Regions from separate parts of the Mus musculus genome. Here region 1 is linked to region 2. The links are chromatin contacts, called in public Micro-C maps. All regions are on one chromosome and are shown on one strand. Each heading gives the region's core, a stretch centred on a gene start, on an enhancer-like site or on the middle of the called end of the contact. The rest is flanking DNA. Distances are from core to core; before and after follow the strand shown. Region 1 holds the start of Derl3 (Der1-like domain family, member 3). Region 2 holds the start of Susd2 (sushi domain containing 2).

What was found. Hi-C and Micro-C count contacts between places; a contact is called where the count stands out from the background.
Region 1: a Micro-C map of embryonic stem cells shows a contact between it and region 2, with 1.8 times the contacts expected there. The contact joins the promoter of Derl3 here to the promoter of Susd2 in region 2. A contact is called at or near these places in 1 of 39 promoter capture datasets (embryonic stem cells), 2 of 484 Hi-C or Micro-C datasets (embryonic stem cells and uterus), 6 of 115 datasets of contacts at active chromatin or transcription factors (embryonic stem cells and stem cell-derived neural progenitor cells) and 1 of 9 other capture datasets (liver).

Annotation. Positions count from the first base shown.
Region 1 is chr10:75,891,409-75,894,693 of GRCm38.p6, reverse strand. Derl3 (Der1-like domain family, member 3) reads right to left here and starts at 1,296. Exons shown (of 7, transcript NM_024440.2): 1 at 1,177-1,296; 2 at 1,010-1,075; 3 at 851-924; 4 at 634-727; 5 at 67-262. The coding sequence starts at 1,269.
Region 2 is chr10:75,642,103-75,645,322 of GRCm38.p6, reverse strand. Susd2 (sushi domain containing 2) reads left to right here and starts at 1,315. Exons shown (of 15, transcript NM_027890.5): 1 at 1,315-1,449; 2 at 2,653-2,860; 3 at 3,047-3,198. The coding sequence starts at 1,380.

The DNA.
Region 1 (3,285 bases), core at 47-2,546, 250 kb before region 2:
GATGTATGAGCTGGCTCCCTGGGAGCAGCAGGCCTGGGGGTGAGTGGCAACGGTGGGCCAGCTCACCTAACAGGTCTGTGACAACCGAGTTGCCCAGCAGCAGCGAGAAGCCCATGAGGGCCCAGGGCAGGAATGGTGCCTGGAAGTTGAGTAAGCCGAAGAAGTTGACCCTCACGTGAGGGCTGCGACGGCTCCATACATAGACCAGCATGGCCATGAGGGCCTGTCCCAGGAAAAACAGGCTGCCCAGGAATCCCAGCAGCTGGACCAAGAGTCAAGGCTTCCTGGAGCAGTCTGCTGCCCACAGTGCCTCTGACCCTTTCCACGGGTTCCCTCATATCCCTGGTGTATTCCAGAGATTTGAGAACCCCTTTCTGTGATTTCCAGGTACCCAGGCCCCATCAGTTCCCGTGCCTGCTCCTTCTGGCTCTTGCATCCATGTTTCAGAGCCTTGGTAGTCTACCAGACTGCCCTATATCTCCCTGTTGTGCTGTTCAGGGACACTGAAGAACTAGCTGGGGCACCTAAGCTAAATGGCTGCCAGGCTCCGAATGCCTGTCCCTCCTAGTCTGGGTCACGACAGATAAGAAGGCGACTCTTTGGTCCAATAATACTGAACATACAGAAGGATACAGTCATAAGAACACCACCGAAGAGAAACATGAAAACGAAGTCAGCCTTGCGGCCACGGAAAGAACCCTCCTCCAGCATGCGGCAGTAGCGGAACCTGCAACACTGGCATAGGAAGTGCCACGTCGACTGGGCCTCAGTTTCCCCCGTCACCACCCCAGCATAACCCCCATCCCGGGCTCACTCCACCCCCAGCCCCCGCCAAGGTGGCCCAGGATACACGAAGAGCATGTTGAAAAAGAAGCCGAATCCCAGGGGCCCGAAGAAGAGGAAGGTGGTGATGAGCCTCCAGACCTGCAAAGAGGTGGGGGTGGCGGTGAGGCGCGGGGATGGAGGGCAGGGTCCTGGCTGCCAGGCGCCTGGGTCAAGGCCGCCTCACCTGGAACTTCCGGAACACCAGGTGCGGGTTGAAGTAGAGCTGGAAGGGGCTGAGGAGCTCCAGCTGCTGTGGGACAGGAGGCAGTGTAAGCCCCGGGAAGCAGGCGACATCCCTAACCCACCGGGGACTGTAACCATGGTGCCGCCACGCCCGCCCGGCCCGCTCACCACTGCGGCCGTGGTGAGGACGCAGGCCGCGGTGTAGGCGCGTGTCACCGCGGGCACCTGCAGGAAGCCCGCCGCCAGCCTCTGCCCAGCCATCGAAAAATCCTTAGCGCGCGCGCTGGCAAACCCGCTCTCTTTACCCGCCCCCAAGCCCCGCCTCGCTCTCTGGGGGCCAATCAGCGTCCGAGGAGCCGAGCCTGGGGACTGGAAAGCCAATGGGAAGAGGAAGCGGGACGGCCAGGTGTATCCGAGGCGGCTAGCCAATGGGGAAGTCCCACGGTAGAGCACGTGGCGGTTGTTGTGGCTGCTATGGAGGCGTGGGAGGTGTTGTGGCCAATCGTTTGACAGCATCTAGAAAAGAACCAATAGCAAGGACCCACGAGATTGCCACGGGGGCGGGGCTATGAAAAGAGGCACAAAGAATCGAGAAATGGGGCGGGCCGAGATGCTGAACAGGCCTCAGGCCAACCTCCGGCTTTCTGGTGACATTCTGTAAAACTCTAGAATCCAGTTATCACTTGCTGGCTCCAGTCCTGACCTTCCTGGGTGTACGCTGCGGGGAGGACCAGGTTGAGGGTTCTGAGCCATGCAGGAGTAAGTGGGCAGATTGGAGAAGGACTTGAAACTTGGTAAAAGAGAAAAATGCCATTAGTCAATCATTTATTGAGGACCTACTGTGTGTCGAACATTCTGATAAATGCTGGGGATCCTGTAGCCAACAAAAGACACTGTCTATCATGGTCCAGACAGTTTGATACCGCGCAACCTAGAAAAGCTCCTCGATGGAAAATAATGCCTGAGACTCACCTCCACGGTAAGTAAGGTGACCTGTGAAGCCTATTTGAAGAGGTGACATTTAACTGTCACTTCTAAAAGATCCCTGTGCTCACTAAAAGGTTATACAAACAAAACAGTAACGTGCACTGTCCAGGTTATGAAAAAGTACACGTTTTTCTTGCGTTTTTTTTGTGGGGATTTAAAATGACTCAGCTTCTATGGGGAACAGTAAATGCGGTGCTCAAATGTAGAAAGCAAGACGACCACTGGGTGGAGTGGAGCTCGCCTTCATTCCCAACACTCCAAAGGCAGAGGCGGGGAGATCTCTGAGGGTCCGAGGCCAGTCTCGTCAACAGCGTTCCAGGCCAGCAAGGATTACATAGCGAAATGTCATCTCTAAATAAATAAATATACAATTATCAGACGAGGAAATTGGAGGCAGGATAGTGAGTTCTGATCATGATACCTGAGATACAAAACCAAACGCTGTCTCAGAAAGCTAAAATACTGATTTCATTTTATTCAAATAAAACTTAAAACATAGAATTACCATTGTACCCCTTAGCAAGTCTACCCAGAAGAACTTAAAGAGAAACGTTTGCCAGGCATGGTGTCATATACCTTTAATCCCAGCACTTGGGAGGCAGAGGCAGGCAGATTTCTGAGTTCATGGCTAGCCTGGTCTATAAAGTGAGTTCGAGGACAGCCAGGGCTACACAGAGAAACCCTGTCTAAAACAAAACTAACTAACTAGCTAACTAACTAGACAAGTACTGCAGCCCACCTACTTAGGAAGGGAAATGGAGTACTACTGTTGAATAGGCGCAGAGCTTTTGTTTGGAAAATGGAAAGTCGTACGAACGAATGCTGATGGTTGCACAAAATGTGAGCAGCCTGTAAGCTATATGCTTGTATACGGTTGGGACAGATTTTATGATGTGTGTATTTTATTGCTATGTTTGTTTGTTTATTGAGATGGGGACTCCATCCACACAGATGGCCTTGAACTCACAGACCTGCCTGATACTCACGGTGCTGGGATTACAGGCAGGTGCTGCCAAGCCTAGCTAAGTCCTTTTATTTTAATATATGCTATGATGCTGGTGATGGATCCCAGAACCTTGCACATGCTAGGCAGACAGCCTGTCATTGAGCTACATCCCCAGCCATGTTACTTCTTAAAAAGAAACGTCCGAGGGACTGGAGAGATGGCTCCGCGGTTTAGAGCACTGGCTGCTCTTCCAGAGGTCCTGAGTTCAATTCCCAGCAACCACATGGTGGCTCACAACCATCCATAATGAGATCTGAAGCCCTCTTCTGGTGTGTCTGAAAACA
Region 2 (3,220 bases), core at 66-2,565:
CCCTCAATGGAGAAGAATCTGTTGACTAGACCTAATAATCCAAGGCCATGGATTGGAAGCATGGCAACCCAGGATGGGTCCTTACCAGGCCAGCCATCTGGACAGCCAAGACGCTGGGGACAGCAGTCACTTAGCCATACCCCTCTGCTTACCCATGCCTCTCAGGGTAGGGAGTTACCGCAATCCTGGGCCTGGGTTGTTAGCATCGACTGCTACCACCACAGGACCTCAGTGTGCACACAAAAGCACCCATATAGAGCCCCTTGTGGCTTAGTAGATTTTCTTTCCCCTGGAAGGTGGTGACTTCTCAACCAAATCCACCTATGGGGTTGCAGGTATAATAGGGGCAGGGTTACCTTAGGGGTAGTTGGTTCCCACTCCTATACCTCGGGTCTCCTCAGATACTCGTGGGAGACACTGTCACCTCCAGCCCCGACTAGTTCTGGGTAGTCATTCTAAGTGAGAGGGGACTAGGCCCATAGAACAATAGGCTGGCTGAGACCCAGGACCAGAGGAGAATCACAGATCAGATGGCTTTGGTTCACAAGCCAGCCACCTGAGCACCTCCTCCCCTGTGAGGCTAGCCAGTGTGTCTGCATTGAAACACTACAGATCCCCTGTCCTGATGTCTAGCCCAGGTGACAATCCCTGAGTGAGAGAGAGTCCCAGCTTTGGGGTCCTTCATGAGTCACCCTAGTATCAAGGTCTCCCAGAAGCCAGTAGCTGGTCTCCACCAGGCTCCTTCCTTCTAACCCTCAACAGGATCTGTTAGCTCCCCAACTGACAACACTGGAGCTAGGCTGGCCTCAGCCCTGGGCTCCTCCGTCTCGGTAGTGACTCTAAAGCTGGCTGGCTATTCATCAGAAATGACCCAGTCTCAAGTCCATGCTATGTGCTTAAAATCCAAACAGATTAATTCTTTCTCCACCTCCGCCTGTCAGGCTGAGTGTGTGTTAGCAACACCTCCCTAGGGGAAGCAGAGGTCTAGGTCTGCCCTAAGGGGCCAGGACTTCTCCCACCCAACCAACAGAAACCTCACACACAAGACTGGACTGTGACCCCAGGGTCTGAGCTGTCTCGCCATTCCGCTTCAGGTGCCAAAGGTCTTAGCATCTGGACGCTCCAGCCCCTCATTCTCACACAGGGTCCCAAGGCTGTGATGATGCTACAAGAATGTGCTAACTAGGCACTTCGGGCTCTGCCTGTCTATCGGCACCTGTGGACTTTGAGAGGGGGCGGGGAGGGCAGGGGAGGGGAGGAGTGATGCCGCAGAACGCTGGGCGGGGTCAGGAGGCGGGGCCTGGCCAGCCAGGCAAGAGCCTGCCCTGCAAATCTCTGAGCCACTGTGCTGCCTGCTGGTTGCAGACACAGGGCACACCATGAAGCTGGCCCTCCTGCCTTGGATTTTGATGCTGCTCTCAACAATACCAGGCCCCGGGTTCACAGCAGGTATGCCCCCACTTTGTCCTTCTGACCTCCCTGTTCATCTGCCTGATCAGCCAGGCCCTAAGCAGACACCCCTCTGGGCTCAGCTGTCTATCCATCTGGCAGTCCATCTGTGACTACACTGGGGAGTACTGGGAAGAAACTGGGGGGGTGGGGGGGGCTCCTGGATCTAGACACTTCTGGTGGAGATGGGAGGTCTGAACCAAGCTCATTCTGCACTCACATAAGGGCCTGGGAGGGAATCCCGGAAGACCAGAGCCTGCAGCCCAGCCTCTGTGAAGGGTGCAATCACACAGGGAACCCCCTGCCTCTCATCTGTCCCTGTGCTGGTCCTTCTCGGCGCAACCAAGAAAGTCTAGCAGGAAGGATGAGCCTAGAGCCATGGCCTTTCCCTGAGCTGAGCTGGGAGTTAACCAGCCTGCAGTCTCCTGCTTCACACAAGTGCCACCACCCTTCTGGTACTTTATCTCATGGCATCTTGAAGCATCTTCCCACACCCCTTGCAGTCGTTAAACCTTAGCCGATAAATATTTATTGCTGCTCCGGAGTATAAGCTTAGTGAGGTGGTCTAATGGCTTAGACCGCAGCCCGGCTCCTGGTGGATCTCCATCAAGGGTCTGGGGAAGGTGTGGTCTGGCCTGGGAATTTGTACCTCACCCCAGTCTCCACTTTTCAGCTCTGGGGCTGAAGTACAGCCCTACCACAGGTCTCCACAGCCCACAGAGGAAGTGGGCTGAACAGCTAGGCCTAGACAGGATGTTCCACAGTTTCTATGGGGTATTCCCAACTACACTGTGCTGCAACCCTCACTGGAATGTCCCCTCCTATCCCCTAAAAAGGGAGTGTCCTGGCTGCCTTCTCAGAGGGTGGGGCTCTCTGAGATTCAACTGTGTCCCACCCCCAGAAAGAGATGGGACAAGCTCAACCCAGATACCATTCCCTCCCCGGCCTTCAGTAGGACTCTTGGTGACTATGTACCCTATCAGAAAGCACGGGGACCCTTTTTTAGCTGTGAGGACCCACAAAGCCACTCCATTACCTGTGCTAAAATGGAGCCCCGCCCACAGAGCCGGTGGCTTTCCACCATGCCACTTGGTAGCCATAGCAATCCCTGGTCTGTCTCATGGACGCTTCTCACAGGCTCCAGGGGAAACGGGCCCTGTTGGTCAGGCAGCTGACCCTGGGACACGGGGCTTTCTTCTCCAGGTGCCCAGGGAAGCTGTTCCCTGCGCTGCGGGGCACAGGATGGACTCTGTTCCTGTCACCCAACCTGCTCGGGCCTTGGCACCTGTTGTGAAGATTTTCTGGACTACTGCCTAGAGATTTTACCCTCCTCAGGGTCCATGATGGGTGGCAAAGACTTCGTGGTGCAACATTTAAAGTGGACTGACCCTACTGATGGGGTCATTTGCAGGTGGGGGGTGGGGACCTAAACAGCTAGGTCATTAGGGCTCCTACACGCTCAATCCCAAGCATAGAGTGGGGGAGCTGGAGGTAGCACCCTGGGACCGAGGGCAGGCAGGAGAACACTGGCGCACCTAGCCTAACCCATTTCCATAGCTTTTGGCTCAGGCTGCCTCCACCCATCTCTGTCCCTCAGGTTTAAGGAGAGTATCCAAACCCTTGGCTATGTCGACGACTTCTATCAAGTGCACTGCATATCACCCTTGCTCTATGAAAGCGGCTATATTCCCTTCACCATATCAATGGACAATGGCCGCTCCTTCCCTCATGCAGGCACTTGGCTAGCTGGTGAGCTCTCACTCTTTCAAAC